2 separate regions of the Ovis aries genome follow, and region 2 is linked to region 1. The links are chromatin contacts, called in public Hi-C maps. All regions are on one chromosome and are shown on one strand. Each heading gives the region's core, a stretch centred on a gene start, on an enhancer-like site or on the middle of the called end of the contact. The rest is flanking DNA. Distances are from core to core; before and after follow the strand shown.

Region 1 (7,591 bases), core at 3,179-5,678:
CTTACTGGAGAGGTGAGTTATTTTCTACTCCTCCTTCCCCAGAAGCACAGCCATTAAGGTTACCTGGAAACCTGTCCAGGAAGCATGTGGCAAAATAACCACCAGGCAACAGAAACATCCGGATCGGTCGTCTAACAGGAGATGGTATCGGCAAGGTCACATTTGGGCAGAGGAGGAAGAGGAAACGTCACTCGTTGGCAGGCCCTGGCTATACTGGGGGATGGTTCACATGTACATGTGGGAAGGGAGGGCCTTGTTCTGAGCTTGGCTGGGAGGGCACCTGGTTGATTTAAGTTGGAAACAAGGAGATCTGAGATCAGATCATACTGAAGACTGCCCCGTGGAAGGAAGAGCCACAAGGAGAATAAAAAGGTACTTCGCTGGTGCCACTAGTGGTAAAGAACTTGCCTGCCAGTACAGGAAATACAAGAGACACAGGTTCAGTCCCTGGATTGGGAAGGTCCCCTGGAGGAGGGCATGGCAACCCACTCCAGTATTCTTGCCTAGACAATCCCCATGGACAGAGGAGCCTGGGGGGCTACTGTCCATGGGGTCACAAAGAGTCAGACACGACTGAGCGGCTAAACAACAACAGCAAACCTTTTGGAGATGTGGTGGACACAGAGAATGACCCAAGAACACTGCTTTTCAAGTTCCTAGAGCAAAATGATACAGCGTGAAGGAGTATCTATGGGCGGGGGGTGGGGGGTGGGGCGGGGATAAGAAGATTTCATAATGAAGGTGATCTTGAAGAGTCTTGGACAGCAAAGAAGATGGGAGAAGAGATGGGGGGGGTTGGTGGTGGCTGATATGGTGCATTAGCTGGACCCGTGTGCTATGGACATGAAGCAAAATAACCAGGAGATGAGTTGATAGAATGGAAAAAGTACAGTGTTGATTTGAATGTTCTGGGCTGAATGATTGTAGGGGTAGGAAGGGGAGATGACTCCTCTGTCTCGTCATAACCTTAGCTCCAGACTCTTAAAAAAATAGCCTTTCATAATTATGAAAGGCTTTTTTTTTTTTTTGCTGTTTCTAAAGAGCTTATTCCTAATGTGTATTTCATTTCCAACCAACACCCTTTCTATGTCAGATGAGGTGATAAAATTTGTAATTATAGAGAAGCAGCAAAGCTGTGACTCAGCTGTTTCCCCAGGCAGCCTTGCCCACAGACGCAAGGCTCAGGGAAGTCCAGCCGGCATGAAAAAAAAAAGACAGGGAGAAGGGACCGTGGCAAACAGTGGTGCGTGAATGTTCACTGAATCCATCTCCTTTGCTTTACCCCAAAATATATCCTTTTTTCCCCCCCCTGATTTAGCATGAAGATGGGTAGCTAATGAAACCCTGTAATTCTGGAAGGTCAGTTATCAGAAAATTTGTGGTAATTCAGCTGAAAGCAGTAGGGGAGCTGTTGGACAATTCCTGGGCTTTCCAGTCACCACTTCCATCAGGTGCCTCTGTGCAAGTCGCTGAACCATGGCCCCAGATACCTGAGCAAACACAGAGGCTCAGACACTAAAAATACTTCCAGGAAATCTCCACAAGGCCAACAACCCTCAGGAAGAGATGAGGGGTGCATGAGGAAAGCTGAGCTGACATGCCACACTCCTCTCAAATTACAGAAAACCAATACTGTCAACCTGAGAAGATTGAGCAATACACTGGCCCACATACTTCATGAATGCCAGGCGCCATCTTCCTGAGAAGGATACTCACCAGCACAATGGGGAATGATGGTCCTTGCAACCCTTCTCAAATTGTCAGTTCAGTTCAGTTCAGTTGCTCAGTTGTGTCTGACTCTTTGTGACCCCATGGACTGCAGCACACCAGGCCTCCCTGTCCTTCACCAACTCCTGGAGTTTACCCAATTCATGTCCATCGAGTCGGTGATGCCATCCAACCATCTCATCCTCTGTCATCCCATCTCCTCCTGCTTTCAATCATTCCCAATCAGGGTCTTTTCAAATGAGTCAGTTCTTCGCATCAGGTGGCCAAAGTATTGGAGCTTCAGCTTCAGCATCAGTCCTTTCAATGAATATTCATGACTGATTTCCTTTAGGATGGACTGGTAGGGGATACCTGATCTCAGCTCCTCTGAAAACGGAATATGGCGTGTATCAGACAGGCACCTGTTCATCCCCAGGTACCTCACAAAGGACAAAAGATAGAAGTTTAAAGGCATGAACTGGAAGACTCAGTTGCACCTCTGACATACTACAGTCTCAAGAGATTCACTTAAGTTCTCTAGGAATTTGTTTCCCAATTTCCAAAATTACACAGAATAGACAACATGTGTGTGTGCACGTACGTATGTGTGTGTGGCCTTACCACTCTCTACTGCCCTGATGTACTGGGATCAGTTATAACCTATTAGCCAAGTGTCAGTGGGCATTTATCCCCACCCCTCACATAAAATACATATATATATAAAATTCACACACACACACACACACACACACACACACACACACACTCACTCAAAGAATGCGAATCCTTTCATTTTCTTCAGTGTGTTCTTCTGAGCAAAGAAGGAAAGGGTAGAATTCATATTACAAGCCAAGAATTGCGCATGAGGTTGCATACAATCATGAGAAGATATTACACACAGGAGCATCACGCTTCCTGTGTGCCTCGAGGGGTAGGTTTGGGGTGAGTTTAGTTGGGTGAGGCTAAACTCTGCTGCAATGGCACCCCACTCCAGTACTCTTGCCTGGAAAATCCCATGGACGGAGGAGCCTGGTAGGCTGCAGTCCATGGGGTCTCCAAGAGTCGGACACGACTGAGTGACTTCCATTTCACTTTTCACTTTCATGCACTGAAGAAGGAAATGGCAACCCACTCCAGTGTTCTTGCCTAGAGAATCCCAGGGACAGGGAGCCTGGTGGGCTGCTGTCTATGGGGTCACACAGAGTCGGACACAACTGAAGCAACTTAGCAGCAGCAGCAGCAGCAAACTCTGCTGGACTTGGTTTTCTAACTATCTAGGGTTATTTGTTTGCTCACTTACCTGACACGTCCAGATCCTTGTGTCTAAAGGTGCTCCGTGTTTGTCCTTACGTCCCTCCCATCAGCCCCCGACCCTAATCCCACCAAAGCAAGAGGTCAGCAGGGCAGCTGGAGGCCCCACCCCCACGAGGCCTGGAAGGAAAAGGGAACTTAAAAGAGACCACAAACTGTTTCCTACCTTCTCTGGTCCCCAGAGATCCTTTTTCTCAATAAAACCATAAAAGGATTTTTAAAAATAATAGTACATACAAAAAAAAAAAAAAAGCACAAAAATTTCACCAGGCATAGAGCTTTCTGTAGGAGAACTTTCAGGAGACAATCAGATTTGAGATTTCATGAGATGAGAAAGGGGATTGGATATCAACAGAAAAAAGTCCTGGCAGGTGGCAATTAGCTAAAAGTTAGGAATGAGGGTGCAGGGAACTTTGGGGGGATGTGTATGTGCTTAGTCACGTCCAGCTCTCTGCAGCCCTATGGACTGTCCGTGGAATTCTCCAGGCAAGAATACCAGAGTGGGTTGCCATTTTCTCCTCCAGGGGATCTTCCGGACCCAAAGGTCGAACCTTCGTCTCCTGCACTGGCAAGCGGATTCTTAACCACTAGTGCCACCTCATATTCTCTTGGGGATGTATTTCCCCCTAAATGTGGTGAAGAAGGATCCAGAGCAGCCTGCTGGAAAGGCTGGCGAGGGAAACATCTTTGCAAGGCCCAGGGACGCTACCCGATGTACAGTGGATTCCAGGCCAGTGGCCAATGAAAAGCTTTCCCCGAGCCTCCACCACCTTCCAAGTTAATTCTCTTCAGGTGCTCCACCTGATGGTATTATTCAGGCTCCTTGTTCACTGGCTCAAACCCTTCCAAATCCTCCCAGGTCTCTTGTTTGTCTCTTTACTTTTAATCCCATCTTGTCTGTTTCCCAGAATATCAAAATTTGCCCATAATCCTCAGTACAGATCAACTCCAGGTGTCTACAATTTTTTTTTTCTAGGTGTTACAAAAAAAAAAAAAAAAAAAGAAGAAGCAGCAGCTCTGAGCTAGTTTCCTCACCTACCTGCTCCCACGCCTGGTCCAGTCATGGTTATCTCCCTGAATAACCCCTCCTGGGCCCCCTGCCAGAAAATATTTTGCAAGTTTCCCTTGAATTTTTACATGGCAGACTTCTGAAACATGTAAATAATATATAAGGCCAACCTATTTGGGGAGCTAAGAGCAACCAAAACTCTTCAACTGCAAATCTGCCCCCCAAGTTGGTTTTGCCTTTAAAAAAAAAAAGGACTTGTGAAATATTCGAGTCTCTTGTTAACGCAAACAGCACCCGGTGACCTAAAACTTCAAGCAACGGCCCAAAGTGAGGGGAAGTGTGCTGTTGACTTGGATTTACAGAAAGTGAGTGTGACTCATGGCAAGGTCCTGCGATCTCGCACGAACTCATTCTGCCTGCAAAAGCCCGGGGATCAGTGGGTGAGCCAATGTCAACCTCGGCCAGGCAGGCAGAAGCCCTTTGTTTTTCCCGTCGTGCGGAAACGCCAGGTCCCCGCGGCTTCTGACAAAGGGCCTCGTCCAGCCGGCGTGTCACCGTGCGCGTTGGCCACGGCGGACGCCCGAGGACGTGCGCGCGCGGACCCGCTCCCCGACTGGCCGGCGTCGCGGCGGCCTCGGCCGGGGAGAGAGGGCAGGCGGGCTGGGGCGCAGCGCCCCCTGCTGGACGCCGGCGACGGCGCGGCGGGCTCGAGTTGACCGCGGACCCAGAGCCTCCTGCCGGGGACCGCCGAGGCGGCCCAGCAGCCCGCTCCAGTGTTCTTGCCTGGAGAGTCCCAGGGACGGAGGCGGCTGGCAGGCTACGGTCCATTCTGGAAAGAGAACAAAAACACTAGCAGGGATGTGCACCCTTTATCCAAACCAATCCTCGAGGCCACGCACCCTCCTTTCCTCACCATAGCATGTGGCTGGTGTGTGTGTGTGCCCACGTGTGTGCAGGAACACAGCGAGGCTGCATATTCAGGACTGTCTGCACTGACCTCCCAGAGTGGACATCATCATATGCCTTTCTGGGTTGGTAAGCAGCTCCCCAGCTGACAGAGGCTTTTGCATCAAGTATCCCCCTTCCTCTCCCACTGCTCTGTACAACTAGTAACACAGTCTCAACCTAAGGACTGCCAGCTCCCTGGCTCTGCTAGTAGAATTACTCATAACCTAGCCACGTCTGAGGATGACGGCTCACTGAGGAGCTTTCCCCTTTTCCAAAGATTTCGCCCACATGGAAACAAAGGCTTGTCATAATCCCCTAGCCGGTCAGGTCAGGCTGTCAGCATGGAGCAGATCAAGGGCTGACATCTAGATGAAGTCAACCACCGCTGGCTGCGGGAGGGAGCAGTCTGCAGGCACAGCTCAGCAGCTTCCAGGTGGCGGGTACTGGGAAACTCCCAGGAAACTTACAGACTGTGAGTGGTTTTGCCAGAACCTCCCTGGCTCTTGAGGGTTGTGCTCATATATGTCACGCTCATAGGAAACTTTTCTTGCCTAAGAGGTTATGGACCTAAATCCAGGCGGGTTTGTGAAAGCAGGAAGCCTGAAAAACAAGGCAAAGATGTCAGATGAAGGGTGCTGCTGCTTTGGCAACAGTGTTCACAGACTGTGTGAGGGACACCAGTGACCCAAAATACTGATGCTTCGGGATTTTCCTCGTGATTGAATAATAAAAATTACAGTATCTTACGAGCTTACTTTAGAATAATAGAACAATAGAATGGGAAAGACTAGAGATCTCTTAAAGAAAATTAGAGATACCAAGAGAGCATTCCATGCAAAGATGGGCTCAATAAAGGACAGAAATGGTACAGACCTAACAGAAGCATAAGATATTAGGAAGAGGTGGTAAGAATATACAGAAAACTATATTAAAAAAGATTTTCATGATCCAGATAATCCTGATGGTGTGATCACTCACCTAGAGCCAGACATCCTGGAATGTGAAGTCAGGTGGACCTTAGGAAGCATCACTATGAACAAAGCTAGTGGAGGTGATGGAATTCAGTTGAGCTATTTCAAATCCTGAAAGATGATGCTGTGAAAGTGCTGCACTCAATATACCAGCAAATTTGGAACACTCAGCAGTGGCCACAGGACTGGAAAAGGTCAGTTTTCTTTCCAATCCCTAAAAAAGGCAGTGCCAAAGAATACCCACACTACCGCACAATTGTCCTCATCTCACATGCTAATAAAGTAATGCTCAAAATTCTCCAAGCCAGGCTTTAACAATATGTGAACCATGAACTTCCTGATGTTCAAGCTGGTTTTAGAAAAGGCAGAGGAACCAGAGATCAAATTGCCAACATCCATTGCATCATTGAAAAAGCAAGAGAGTTCCAGAAAAACATCTATTTCTGTTTTACTGACTATACCAAAGCCTTTGACTGTGTGGATCACAATAAACTTTGGAAAATTCTGAAAGAGATGGGAATAACAGACCACCTGACCTGCCTCATGAGAAATCTGTATGAGGGTCAGGAAGCAACAATTAGAACTGGACATGGAACAACAGACTGGTTCCAAATAGGAAAAGGAGTACGTCAAGGCTGTATATTGTCACCCTGCTTATTTAATTGATATGCAGAGTACATCATGAGAAATGCTGGGCTGGATGAAGCACTAGCTGGAATCAAGATTGCTGGGAGAAATATCAATAACCTCAGATATGCAGATGACACCACCCTTATGGCAGAAAGTGAAGAGGAGCTAAAAAGCCTCTTGATGAAAGTGAAAGAGGAGAGTGAAAAAGTTGGCTTAAAGCTCAACATTCAGAAAACTAAGATAGCATCCAGTCCCATCACTTCATGGGAAATAGATGGGGAAACAGTGGAAACAGTGACAGACTTTATTTTGAGGGGCTCCAAAGTCACTACAGATGGTGACTGCAGCCATGAACTAAAAAGACGCTTACTCCTTGGAAGAAAAGTTATGACCAACCTAGATAGCATATTGAAAAGCAGAGACATTGCTTTGCCAACAAAGGTCCATCTAGTCAAGGCTATGGTTTCTCCAGTAGTCATGTATGGATGTGAGAATTGGACTATAAAGAAAGCTGAGCACCAAAGAATAGATGCTTTTGAACTGTGGTGTTGGAGAAGACTCTTGAGAGTCCCTTGGACTGCAAGGAGATCCAACCAGTCCATCCTAAAGGAGATCAATCCTGGGTGTTCATTGGAAGGACTGATGTTGAAGCTGAGACACCAATCCTTTGGCCACCTGATGCTGAGAGCTGACTCATTTGAAAAGACCCTGATGCTGGGAAAGATTGAGGGCAAGAGGAGAAGAGGACAACAAAGGATGAGATAGTTGGATGGCATCACCAACTCAATGGGCATGAGTTTGAGTAAATTCTGGGAGTTGGTGATGGACAGTGAGGTGAGGCCTGGTGTGCTGCAGTCCATGGGGTTGCAAAGAGTCAGACACGACTGAGCGACTGAACTGAACTGAACTGAAGAGCTTACTTGGGCTTCCCACATGGCGCTAGTGGTAAAGAACCTGCCTGCCAATGCAGAAGATGCAAAGAGATGCGGGTTCAATCCCTGCATTGGGGAGATGC
Region 2 (7,591 bases), core at 2,630-5,129, 500 kb before region 1:
TTTTAACTTCACCACTTAACTTGTCCGCTCTTTCATTTCCCATTTACAGTGTGCAATGTCATGATAAAGAATGAGTGACAGCAATAACTTGAGTTTAAAATGGGTCCTCCTTCCAGGAGATTTAAAATAATTCATGAGGACTACCTGGCATCCTTCCCAAAGCCCTAGTGAGGAAGGTTTTGTTATTCATACTGCTTTTACATTTTGGTTCCATTTTACTGATACAAATACCAAGCACCAAGCTGTTGGATTTTTCTTGGGATCATTAAGCTATTATCCTCATTTGGCACTATGTTATCAAAAGCCTCTGATGGTGCTTTCCTGGTATATATTATTCAAGTTACACAGCTAAAAGTGTTCTGCGTAGGTATCTGACAATAGGCAGAAACTTTAGAAATCACCACTAAAACCAGAAACCTAATCCCTCATTCTGCAGGCAAGAATTAGGAAAGAAACTTTGTTACTTTTTTGCTCAAGTAACAGTTTCTATTTCTGAGTAAAGTGCTTTGGAAACTCAGCAGAGAGAGTCCAGGCGGTCTCCACTGCCATGCCACTCATATAACCAGAGCCAGGCTAGCACACGCATCAAGACAGAAACACAGGTGGCCTTGCCAAGGTCCAAAGGTCTGCGCAAAACCACCAGAAGCCAAGTCTCCAGAGCACAAACAACCAGGCAGAAGGTCTCCCAGGAACAGGATGTTCTGCTGCGTTTCCCATTACCCTGGCCTCTGGGCAGGGCGTCCGCTTCCTGCTCACCACATGCCCCCTCTGCCAGGAAAAGCAATGGGATCTCCCTCCGAAGAGCTGCGAGACCATCCACCAAATCACAGTCCTGACACTGAAGATGCAGTCTCTTTAGACCGGAACTCATGGGATTGCCCTGGTGGTCTGGTGGTTAAGTCTCTCCCCTTCCAAAGTGGGGAGCATGGGTTTGATCTGTGACCGGAAATCTAAGATTCCACATGCTGCACACGTGAAGTGGCTCTGCCCCCCCCCACCACCAGAAATACAGACTGAATCACAGAGAAGTGTGTTTTTGTGGGAGAAGTGATACAAATAACTTTTCCTCCTCCAGACTTAGCATTCCATATTATCCAGTGAGAGTTGGACTGTGAAGAAAGCTGAGAGCCGAAGAATTGATGCTTTTGAACTGTGGTGTTGGAGAAGACTCTTAAGAGTCCCTTGGACTGCAAGGAGATCCAACCAGTCCATCCTAAAGGAGATCAGCCCTGGGTGTTCTTTTGGAAGGAATGATGCTAAAGCAGAAACTCCAGTACTCTGGCCACCTCATGCGAAGAGTTGACTCATTGGAAAAGACTCCTGATGCTGGGAGGGATTGGGGGCAGGAGGAGAAGGGGATGACAGAGGATGAGATGACTGGATGGCATCACTGACTCGATGGACATGAGTCTGAGTGAACTCCAAGAGTTGGTGATGGACAGGGAGGCCTGGCAAGCTGCAATTCATGGGGTGGCAAAGAGTCAGACACGACTGAGCGACTGAACTGAACCGAAATATACTGTTAGGTCTTACAAGCTACCTATACTGTGACCTCACCCCACCAAACTTAAAGTTCTATTAATAGGGTAAATCAGCATTACAAAGAAAAAACAAAGGAAAGAGGAGAATAATAAGTAGCGCAAAACATGACAAGGGTGGAGGAAATAGCCTACAGTGATTGTCAGGAATCAGAGAGCAATGGAACAGCAAGCAAAGGGTCTTACCTTCACAGGATTTGGAACCGAACTTTGAAATGCATTTGAAATATGAGAGCAGGGTAAAATTCAGTTCTTGCATTTTGGTTTCTCTTTCTTTGTTTTGGTGTTTTCAGCCTGACACGTGGAGGATGACACTGAGAATTTCTTAACGACCATGGTCTAGCCAACAGTTGTGCCATGATTTTCTGGAAGGAAAATACAGGCGCCATTAGTCAAGTCTATTCACTCTCTTTATTTCTCAGCCCAAGACCTACTTCCCAGTTGTGCCTCCAGCAAGGAATTCTGAGTGGAGTAGGTCAAGGCCCCCAAAAGATTTTTAAAGGGTTCCTTAACTATGGGCTCTAAAGAGATAATTTTAAGTAAGAGCGCCTTGTATGTGTTCAAAATGTTTGGGATACTCTCTTAGGTACCTCTCTCCGACACTGTCCACAGGACGTCAGCAGTTTACAGAGAGTAAAACTGATGAAGAGAGGGAAAATGATGGGCTTGATGTGAGAAGTCATGTCCAAAGACGCCAAGACATGTAACTGAGAAGAAGATTCCATCCACTCAATCAGCCTTACCGGTCTCCCGGCACAGCAGGCCAGCTTTGACCTTGGCGGCATCTCCCACCTAAAGAGGCAGATGCCAAAGGGAGCATGGGCATCACACAGCACAGAAGCAGGACTGTAGGCACAGCATACAGATGCGGCTCCCCGCGACACAGAGGACTCACCTGGCGCCCACCCCTAGGGGATTCACAAGAACACAGACCCCTCGTCTCCCAGCTACTGTGCGCTGGGCTTTGTGGCCTCTTCTTCCCAATCTGATTATGAACACAAATGGTGTCTTAATCATTTTTCCCTTTCTCGGGGAAACTTCAAAGAAATTCTCAGGAGTCCACTGCCATTGTAAGGTAATAAATATAATTTTAACCCATCTTCAGTCGTCATTACACAGATATAGAGAAATCACAGTTGGTTCAGTCATTAAATGAAAGACATCCTTTTTCTTCTTTTGGTTGAAAACAGAGGAGGGAAGATCAGGCTAAAGGTAGTTTACACCAGAGCTTACTGACAAATTAAAGTGTGTGTGTGTGTGTGTGTGTGTGTGTGTGTGTGTGTGTGTGTGTGTGTGTGGTTGTGTGATTAACTCCTGTTTTCATATTGTAATAGACTCTTGGAAACCTCAGAGTAAGTTTTAATTTGTTTTAGCTCAGTTTTATTTTCAGGGTCAGGGTTAAACTCCTCCATTTAAATTGAAGCCTTGAATGTCTTCCAGATTCTTTTCAAATATTTTTCATTTAACTGTCTAGAGATCAAATGTAAATACATAACCTCTGCAAAGCCGCTCTTAGCCTAGTGCCTTGTATATACTTAGTGTATAACAAGTACTTATTGGTAAGTCTGTTCCTAGTTTTTTTGCCAAAATATAATTTCAGATAATTCAGTTTTCTGGATGAGGTCTTGCACTCCTTCTTTAACAGGTCAGAGATCTAAGTTCGGAGGCTTTAGTGGAACAACTTGAACTGGAACTTGAGTTCTCTAACTCCAAATTGAGCGACCCTGGAGGCACACCCTGTGCTTTATCCCCAAACCCTATTATGGAAGCACATAAAGATTCTGTGAATCAAAATGATGCAACTGGGGAAAGCACATTTTGGACAAACAGCAGTAATAGTACAGGTCTTACTATGAAGTCCCTTCACAGGGGAAGCTGTAGAATGTGTTCGTTGTGTGGGTATCTGCTCTGTCTCTGAAAGCCACCTCTAGAGGGCAGCACACTCTTCGTAACAAACAAGAGTCTCCTCAGTTTGGAAGAACAGCCTGGCGTGAAAACCGAGCGGGGACTGAAATACTTATTAGCAGCTTTAAATGAGTAGAACCCACAAATCTAGCAAGCCTGGTATACTTTTTGTCTGTGTGGGGGAGAAAGGGGCTGAAATGAGAATGTAACTGTGAGTCTTTTCTCTTTCCTCCCTCCCCAAGCACAGAGCCTCTAATATTTAATAGCAGATGAACTTGAAACTTCCCTTATAATACCAGCCTGACACTTCATTTTAAAAGCAGAAGCAAAGAATAGAGGGAAAATGAGATGTGTACAAGGAACCACCACCGGTTGGCTGCTGCTGGAATCCAAGTGGAAGGAGCCAAGGCCTGAGAATTAGGCAAGAGCCGGCCACAGAGGGCCGTGTGCGCCCGGAAGGGAAGCTGAACTTGCTCGTGTAGATTCCAGGAAGCAGACAGGGACGGGGTCAGACTTGTGTTTCGCGTGGATTACTGAGGTAGCTCTGAATTGAGCAGAATTGAGGGCAGCAAGTCTAGAAACCAGGAAGCCAGTTGAGGTGGCTGTGCCAATCCAGGAAGAGAAGGAACATTTGATAACAGGAGCACTGGCAGATGGGAGGATGGATTTTAAGGAATCAAGGGAGGGGAAACCAGCAGAATGTAATGATCAGTTAGATGAAGAGGGTAAGAAAGACAGAAGCGTTAAGGCTATTATTTTATAACCTGGATCACCGGGTAAAGAGGTGGAGACACAACAGAGACTGAGTTTGGAGGGATGTGCTGCTTGGTTTTTGAAAACTCCAATCTGAAAAGTCTGATGAGTCCCCAGGGAAGGCACCTGACAGGTAATGGAATTGGTGAGTCTGAAGCTTGGGGAAGGAATCTGAGTAGGAGATCGAATTAGAGAGTCATTAGCATACAGGTGGTAGTTGAACTCCAGAGAGGAGATAAATTCGCCCAAGAAGAGTAGCTGTAATGAGAAGCAGTGAGCTGGAAACAGACACCTAGGGAATATACGCATGTGAGTGGTGGGTGCAGAGAGAGGAGCCTGTGGTTAAGAAGAAACAGAAATGAGTGAGACTAACTGGGAAAGATGCTGTTACCTTGGGGGAGCAGCAGTGTGCACAATCCGTGTTGCCAAATGCCCCAGAAATGCATCGCAAAACAAAGACTGGAAAACGCCCATTGGAGTTTGTCATTAGAAGAGCACTGGGGGCCTTCACAAGGGCACAAGCCAGACTGCAGGGGGTGCAGAGTGAATGAATGGCACCTCGAGTGAGTGGTCACACTGAGGACATGTTCCTCTCCTAAGAAGTTTGGATAGGGGGGAAGGGGACATGGGATATTTTCAGGGAACATGAGGTCACAGATGATTTTCTTTTTAATGAATGGCAGGGAAACGAATAAGCTTACCGTCTGAAGGGAACACACACCTGCAAGAGGCAAAGATGGCCTTTCAAGGAGGAGAATGGCTTTGGAGCCTGATCCTGGCAAGTCTAACTGGCTGGGCCGAGAACGAAAGGGGGCACCACCTCTTAGGAAACTGGAGGAAGAGTCTGAGAGCTGTCAGTGAAGCTCCGCATCCGGGTGTGGGGGAGGCGAGAGACTGAGGGAATTCATGCCCTGCTGCTCTGCGGCAGGAAAATCCACTGAGATATCACATTCGATATTGCTCACATTACTGTAGTAATCTCTAGTGAATGAACGAGTCAGCCTTTGTGTTGTGTTTCCTGGTCCCACCTCGAAGAACTGGGATGACTTTTGTGCTTCTGGGGCTGCAAGTGAGTCTCTGGGATACCAGGATGGCAACTCCCTCCCAGCCTTTCCTTTCAAGTGTTTATTTAATTCAGTTCAGTTCAGTCACTCAGTCGTGTCCAACTCTTTGCAACCCCACAGACTGCAGCATGCCAGGCCTCCCTGTCCATCACCAACTCCCGGAGTTTACTCAAACTCATGTCCATTGAGTCAGTGATGCCATCCAATCATCTCATCCTCTGTCGTCCCCTTCTCCTCCTACCTTCAATCCTTCCCAGCATCAGGGTCTTTCCCAATGAGTCAGTTCTTCGCATCAAGTGGTCAAAGTATTGGAGTTTCAGCTTCAACATCAGTCCTTCCAATGAACACCCAGGACTGATCTCCTCTAGGATGGACCAGTTGGATCTCCTTGCAGTCCAAGGGACTCTCAAGAGTCTTCTCCAGCACCACAGTTCGAAAGCATCAATTCTTCAGTCTTCAGCTTTCTTTATAGTCCAACTCTCACATCCATACATGACTACTGGAAAAAACATATTGGGCTTCTCTAAATGGCCATTAGGAGTAAAGAACCCTGCTGTGTGCCTGGGTTCACAGCTGAGGTGAGAGGAGGCAGAGTTGGTGTACTGCAGTTGAAGAAGGTGAGTGTGAGACCCTGGGGGTGACTTCCCTGGAATGAAGAAAGGGGCCAGACGAGGTAGCAAGATGTGCAAGAGGCTGAAAGCCATGCAGTTCCCTGAAGCAATTCCTTGAAGACGGCAGGCTCTCTAGAGAAGTGGCGGGAAGCTGTGAGTGGTGCTGAGTTCCCCAGCTACAAGAACCTGGCCACCTTGCCTGCATTGGGCAGGGTTAGAGTAGGGGAGTAGGCATGGGGAACGGAGCCTCCAGCCTTACCAGGGACCATTCTGTCCAGATAATAAATGACCTTGATAAGCTGGAGGGGGAAGATCTCTCTCTCTGATTTTTCTGGGCTGAGCCATCCTCCAGGGAGGTCTGACTATCCCTAAAGAGAAGGCGCTCCATTAATGACTCCTACTGAGCATCATCACTCTTGAGGGACAGTTTGGAGCTTGAATTTTTTTTTTTTTAAGTGCAATATGACCATTCTTGCACCTGAGCATCATGGAGAAACTTCATCCCCAACACATCGCTATTTTCTTGACAAAGAAGACAGAAAGTTTGCTCAAAGTGAGGAGAACATGGAATACATGTTGAATGAAGGGTCTGAGTCACATAAAATCAGTTCAAAGAGTGCTGATATTGGAAGAGATCTGCTGAACTCAGTCTAGGTTCTGCTGCGTCTCTTGCAGACGTAATATTTTACCAATGAAAATAGAGTTCAGAGAGGCTAAGGATTCTATCTGAGGCCACCCAGCATCACAGCACTTCGGCGGTTTCATCTCATCCATTCTATCCTCAGGGAAGCTGCCCCTTCCAGGACCCACCTCCTGGCACCAGGATTCTGTGTGCACCCCTTCGCCCACCACGGTCCGCCTGCACGAAGCTGCCCTGACCTCAAGGTTCACCACGCAAAGTGACACCAGCTTGGGCTGTCCAGCTGCCTTCCCACAGCTGCCCTCCAGCTGCAGGACAAAGGCATCTCAGCTTTGGACCTGGTTTCTGGCCCCATCTGACAGCCCTGGCCAGCCCCTGCCAGTCTCAGCTGCGTGCTGCACAGAAAGGGAGCAAGGCAACCACCGCATCGCCAGGCTGAGTCCTCGGCCTCCCGTGGCTTTCACTTCACACCAGAGGCAACGGAGGCCTCTGAGCAGCGCCAGGACTTGCCCACACACCTAGGGAGCCTTAAATCAACAGAAAAAGCCTGCTCATTCTGGCTTTTCTCTTTCCAAGCTTCTTTTCCAAAAACACAGCTCCTCAACGGACTGTGCAGAGGACAGCAGTAGCCGCCCCAGGTTAAATTCCCCACTGAGAACACACTGTCCAGGTCACCCTAACTCAAGCCCACGCTGAGTCCTGGGAGAGCTCGCAGGGCCAGAGGAGCCTCCAGTTAACTGGGTCGCGCTCCACGCTGAGAGAGGACCGGGGAAAGCGGCACTCTGCCCTCAGCTGCTGCGACATGAATGGAAGCAAGGAACGGCAAGGGAAGAAGCTAGAAAAAGACTAGGGCTTCCCCCAATAAAACTGGCACCCCAAGCCCCAGGTCCTTCAGGAGTGAAAGGCCAAACAACAAGAACTAAAGCGGAAATCTACACTGTGAGTGCTGGTGGCCAAAAGGAAGCCCGGCGGCTGAAGCTCATGGCACAGATGGGGCCCAAACCTGGAGAAGGAGCTAGGTGGGAAGGGAGAAAGGCTGGGCAGGACTGGCAGGGACGCAAGTCAGTTTGCTGTGTGAGG

What was found. A called contact is a pair of places that touch in the nucleus more often than the background predicts.
Region 2: a contact with region 1 is called in a Hi-C map of liver, with 11 times the contacts expected there. The contact joins two enhancer-like sites. A contact is called at or near these places in 10 of 16 Hi-C or Micro-C datasets (blood, hypothalamus, liver and 4 more).

What each region holds. Positions count from the first base shown.
Region 1 is chr5:92,813,943-92,821,533 of ARS-UI_Ramb_v3.0, reverse strand. No RefSeq gene overlaps it. Among named protein-coding and RNA genes, the nearest start is that of TRNAG-CCC, 35 kb to the right of the region's middle. Within about 2 kb of position 4,428, at least 27 of the 54 cell types and tissues checked have an H3K27ac peak or open chromatin away from gene starts, as enhancers often do. A contact at or near this core is called in liver and tail adipose tissue, where this site is marked.
Region 2 is chr5:93,311,034-93,318,624 of ARS-UI_Ramb_v3.0, reverse strand. No RefSeq gene overlaps it. Among named protein-coding and RNA genes, the nearest start is that of TRNAC-ACA, 100 kb to the right of the region's middle. Within about 2 kb of position 3,879, at least 9 of the 54 cell types and tissues checked have an H3K27ac peak or open chromatin away from gene starts, as enhancers often do. A contact at or near this core is called in liver and tail adipose tissue, where this site is marked.